Regions from separate parts of the Oryctolagus cuniculus genome. Here region 1 is linked to region 2. Evidence: chromatin contacts called from public Micro-C data. All regions are on one chromosome and are shown on one strand. Each heading gives the region's core, a stretch centred on a gene start, on an enhancer-like site or on the middle of the called end of the contact. The rest is flanking DNA. Distances are from core to core; before and after follow the strand shown. Region 1 has its middle 63 kb from the start of MXI1. Region 2 holds the start of MXI1 (MAX interactor 1, dimerization protein).

Region 1 (2,700 bases), core at 11-2,510, 63 kb after region 2:
AGGACAGACACAGCAACACAATCAATAAGAGCTTCAGACGAGCCAAGATCAGCGTGACTCGGGAGTGCTACGGGCGCTTGGTAAAGAAGTGTTTTGCGAAAGGCGACATCCTCCGTCAGTGGGGCCAGGCGGAGAAGGGGCCTGGAGAGCTGGGGAGGCAGCCTGCTGGGGAGTCAGGTTAGGGCGGGTGGTGTGAAAGAGGCCTTGCTCGCTGTGGGTAGGGCCAGGCCCTCTGTGGATGGCTGCAGGAGTGGAGGGGTGGATGACTCCCACAGCAACCTCCTGGGCCCTCCAGATGGTGCAGACAGACCCGAGCTCCTACAGGGACGGCCCCAAGGAAGCGCTTCTCTCACGTGGTTGGCTGCAGGGGTGAGCTGAGAGGTTCTTATCTGGACAAGTGTGGTGAGACAAATGAGAGGCCTCTGACAGCGACAAGAGGCTACTCCCCAAACCACAGGGTTACGGAGTTCAACCCACACGGAATCAAAGCTGTTCTGCTGGTCCAGAATCATAGCACATCTCTTGGAGGGGGAGGACACACGGACCACTCTGATTCTCCCCTACCCAGCAACAGTGACACCAGTAAGAGTCCACAGCTGTCACTGAAGGGAAACATTTCTATGGTGGAACTGTGCCTCCAAATATGGAAAGACAGTTCCCAAGGAGCACAGGGCCATCTGCACCGCTAGTGTTGGTAGCACCTGCCCTTGTTCATTAGTGTTTGCTGGTCCACCTAGGTAGGTTCTGGTGTGAATGGTCCACTCCTCGGCCGGCTGCACCCACGCACAGCTGTGTCTCGTTAGCACAGGAGGCTGCTTCCCTGGTGCGGAGCCAAGCCAGGCCCCTCCCTGGTCTCCACAGGGCTCCTCTGCAACAGCTGGGCCTCTTGACCGGCCCACCTGGCTGTCATCTGCACAGCCAGTCCCGACGAGGCAGGCGGAATCAGGAGGAACGGAGGGAGCTCCAGTGTCTGGCTCTGGAAGTCATTCAGCATCAAGCCCAGCCTGTCACTAGGCCAGCAGGGGCCTTGTCTTGGCTCTGAGCACTGCCTGGTTCCTGGGATCCGGGCATTATCAGATACCTCAGCTTTGGTGCCAGGATCCCCGCCTGTCATTTTCCGGACATCTGAGTTCCTGTCTTGAAGAAGTGCTAAGTGGACTTCTTAAGCCTCAGGTCCTGCCCTGATCTTGCCACTGCTCTTGAAGCTAGGCCGGTGGCTCAGACACCTCCTACATGCCTGTAGCACTCTGCTTTCCTGCTGCAGATTCCTGATGGAGACTTTGGCTTCCCTGGTGCAGGCCACTTACCAGACTGAGCTTTGGGTTGATTGCCACATCCTCCAGGTCCCACGTTTTATCTGCCGGGCTGGGCTTCCCAACTTCTTCAGCTCAAGCCTTCTCCTGAACACCTGACTTTGCTCAGTGAGTGGGAAGGATTCCAGAACTCGCCCCACCCAGTCTGCCCTGTTCTGCAGTTAATTGAGCCATGCTCAGCCTGACTCTGGCAAGTATATGTGCATGCTCTCTTGCTCAATATTAACCTAAAGATCAAAACAGAGACACAGGGCCATACCTACATACAAAATCATTTCATCTACCTGGTTGTAAAATATGTAACTATTTAAAAGATATTTCAAAAACAAGACATCTCACCACACAATATATATATATATATATATATTTTTTTTTTGGACCGGCAGAGTGGATAGTGAGAGAGAGAGAGAGAGACAGAGAGAAAGGTCTTCCTTTTGCCGTTGGTTCACCCTCCAATGGCCGCCGCAGCCGGCGCGCTGCTGCTGGCACATCGCGCTGATCCGAAGCTAGGAGCCAGGTGCTTTTTCCTGGTCTCCCATGCGGGTGCAGGGCCCAAGCACTTGGGCTATCCTCCACTGCACTCCCGGGCCATAGCAGAGAGCTGGCCTGGAAGAGGGGCAAGCGGGACTAGAACCCGGTGTGCCGGCGCCGCAAGTCAGAGGATTAGGCTTATTGAGCCACGGCGCTGGCCATACACAATATATTTTAAGCTAAGTAATTTAACAGGCTTCATATCCTAGGGTGCCCCAAGCCCTTGCCCTTCAAAAATATCACTAGATAATATCTGGGATACACTCTTGGGTGTCTTAGTTTCAAATGACTTTTATTTCAGTTGAAACAACTGAAGCCAACAGTTCCAAAACAGAAACCAGGTAGAAGTAATATTTAATCTTAACTCGTTAGTCCAGTAAACACCTTTGGAAGGGTTTGCCCGTGCCTGCCAACAAGTTGACTGTATCTACATGTTCTCTCATAAAACCAAGGAGGTCATCTGTCCCGAAGTGCCCAAGTCTATCGGAGCAGTCACCACTGAAACCCAACCCGTAAGGCATTACTCAACAGGAAAGGGGTGAGCTACCGAGTGCAGCTACTTCCTCCAGCGCTCCTGCTCGGTGAGAAGCCTCAGAACCTGCCGCTTTGGGAAAACAACTCTTAGACGAGAGCCTGTGCGCAGACCAAAATGCTTTCCCTTTAAGGACGGACAGAGAAGAGTCGCAAAGCATTACCGCAGCCCCAGGTCCATGATGCCATGATCACTACCTTAAAAAAAAAAAAAAAAAAAAAAAAAAAAACAGAAAGGATAATTTAAGTCAAGAGGTCAGAGGGAAATTCACCGAAAAGTTGACCTCTCCACTCCTGCAATGTATAATTGCACCACTTCCCCAGT
Region 2 (2,700 bases), core at 58-2,557:
AATAAAGAAACCGCACACCACAGCCCACACCTTCTTCCCCCAACTATTGTTTCTGTTAGATCCCAAAGTTTCCTTCTAGCCGCGTCCCCCTCGCCAAGTTTCTCGGGCGCAGGGCGGCGGGACCCGGGCGAGCTGCCGGCGCTCCCCGGCCCCAGGGCCTGTTTCTTGGGGAGGGGGCGCGGTGGCACCCCAGGACGAAGGGCGCGCGCGGAGGCCTGGGTCCGAGGACGCGAGGGCCGGAGCCCAGTCCCGGCTGCGGGAGGGGAGGGAGCAGCCCGCGCCCACGCCGTGGAGGCTGTGCCGCCCGCGGTTGTTATTGTTGTGGTGCGCGCCTGTGTGTTTTCTTTCTGGAAGCCCTGAGCTCTGCCGACGGTGTCCAACTTTCGGCTTCTAATCCTCACCCCACCCAGGAACGAGAACGGGAAAACAACACTTGTCTACCCGAGCAGGCTCCCAGAAAAACAAAAACAGAAAAAAAAAAAAAAAAAAAAAAAAAAAAAAAAAAAAGGAAGAAAGGCGACCTCGGAGAGCTGAGCTCGGGGCGCAGTTGTCAGCAAACAGCACCGCGCGCCACGGACACACGGACGCACCGCAGGCCCCGCTGCCCGCGCTCGTCTTTGTTACATCTCCGGCAGCTCTGGGCGTGCGTGCGTGTCCTTTCCCCGGTGTCACCGGCTGCACCGCCGAGGGCTGCGTGTGCATGTGTGTGTGTGTGTGAGTGTGTGTGTGTGTGTGTTGGGGGCGCAGGCCGAGCAGGCGACAGGGGTCGCCCAAGTGGGCGAGGAAGCAGGAGCCAGGCACCGAGGAGGCGCGGGGGGGGGGCCCAAACTTACTTTTGTTTTCTTTCTCGATCTGCTCCAGGTAGCTGGCGGCCTCGAGCAGAATCTGCACGTTCTGCAGAAAAGTGTTGATGTGCTTTTCCATCGAGTTCTCGCTGGTGTTGAAAATGTCCGAGAAGGGGCACCTGGGCTTGGCCCCCGCGGGCTCCTCGGGCTGGGCCGGGGGCTGGGGCGCGGCCGCGGCCGGGGGCATGGCCGGGGGCGCGGCGGGGGCCAGCCCCGCGCCCTCGCCGCGCGCCTCCTTGCGCGGCCGCCCGCGTTTGCCCATGGAGGAGCCGGGGGTCAGCCGAGCTCCTGCTCTTCGGGGGGCTTCGCGGCCCGGCCGAGCTCGGGGCCCCCAGGGAGACCCGGCGGGCTGGAGCGGAGGAGGCGCCGGGGCGAGGAGCCGGCCCGACTTCCCGAGGAGGCTGGCGGCGTGCAGTTGTGTGTGCGCGCGGGTGTGCGTGTGTGTCGGTCTCGCTGTGGGTCTGTGTGTATGGGAGATTGAATGAACCTACAGGACGGACGGAGGCGCTCCGGCGCTGGGTCCTAGCGCGAGGCGGACGCCGGCGGAGCGGCCACAGCAGAAGGCGGAGACCGGCGCAGCCTGCCCGCCCCCGCCTCTGCCCAGATCGCACCGCCGCTCGGCTCGGAGTGCACCTGCAGAGGAGCAAACTCCTGCGACGGCTGGGTTTTTGCTTCCCAGAAAAAAAAAAAAATCGCCCAGCACACGCCTGGCACATAGTTTTCCCTGATAATGGTGGCCACCACTTATTATTTTTTAAAATTATTTTTATTTTTAAATAAAAGCTCAATCCGAATAGGAAGAATTGAACCATCACATGTAACCTGACACTCGTTGTCCCCAACACACACATTCCTACACACACTCCCCCACACATACTGCACACACACCACACACACACTCCTACACACTCCACACTGCATACACACTCCTACACACACACATCACACATCAGACACACTCTTATACGCTGCACACATACCATTCCCCTCACACACATAACACTCCACACACCACACTCTCCACATACCTACACACACACTTCACACACTCCTACACACTGCACACACTCCACACACACACCACACACACTCCCACACACATACACTCCACATGCACCATACACACTCCACACATACCTACACACCCCCCACACACATTTTACACACATTCCAACATATACTCCATAATACTGCACACACACCTACACACAACACACCCATTCCTACACATACACACACCTCAACACACTCCATGATACTGCGCACACACACACACACCACATAACACACACACCCCAACACACTCCATAATACTGCACACACACCTACACACAACACACCCATTCCTACACATACACACACCCCAACACACTCCATAATACTGCGCACACACACACACCACACATAACACACACACACCCCAACACACACAATACTGCACACACACCTACACACACACACCACACATAACACACACACACCCCAACACACTCCATAATACTGCACACACACCTACACACACCACACACACCACACACATTCCTACAGCACACACAGACTCCACACACATCTATACACATGCACTCCCCCCACACTCCTAAACACACACACACACAGACAATTCTACATACATACACCCTTCTGTACACACAGGCTCCTGAGGACACACTTGGACATGCACACCTGTGTGTGTCTCCACATGGCCTAGCGAAACCCTCAGGCCGCCCACAGTTACAGACTGACTCGCTCCCTTGATCTTCTCATGCAGTTATTTTCCAGGAAGGGGGAGGAGATGTAAGCATCTCTCTCCACACTCCTCCCCAGCCCTGGTCCAGCTGTGCAAAGCTCACACCAG

The links. A called contact is a pair of places that touch in the nucleus more often than the background predicts.
Region 1: a contact with region 2 is called in a Micro-C map of ear pinna, with 4 times the contacts expected there. The contact joins the enhancer-like site here to the promoter of MXI1 in region 2. A contact is called at or near these places in 3 of 6 Hi-C or Micro-C datasets (ear pinna, psoas muscle and an unstated tissue).

Annotation. Positions count from the first base shown.
Region 1 is chr15:20,112,136-20,114,835 of mOryCun1.1, forward strand. No RefSeq gene overlaps it. Among named protein-coding and RNA genes, the nearest start is that of MXI1, 63 kb to the left of the region's middle. Within about 2 kb of position 1,261, at least 1 of the 8 cell types and tissues checked has an H3K27ac peak or open chromatin away from gene starts, as enhancers often do. A contact at or near this core is called in ear pinna, where this site is marked.
Region 2 is chr15:20,049,471-20,052,170 of mOryCun1.1, forward strand. MXI1 (MAX interactor 1, dimerization protein) reads right to left here and starts at 1,308. Exons shown (of 6, transcript XM_070057234.1): 1 at 834-1,308. The coding sequence starts at 1,107.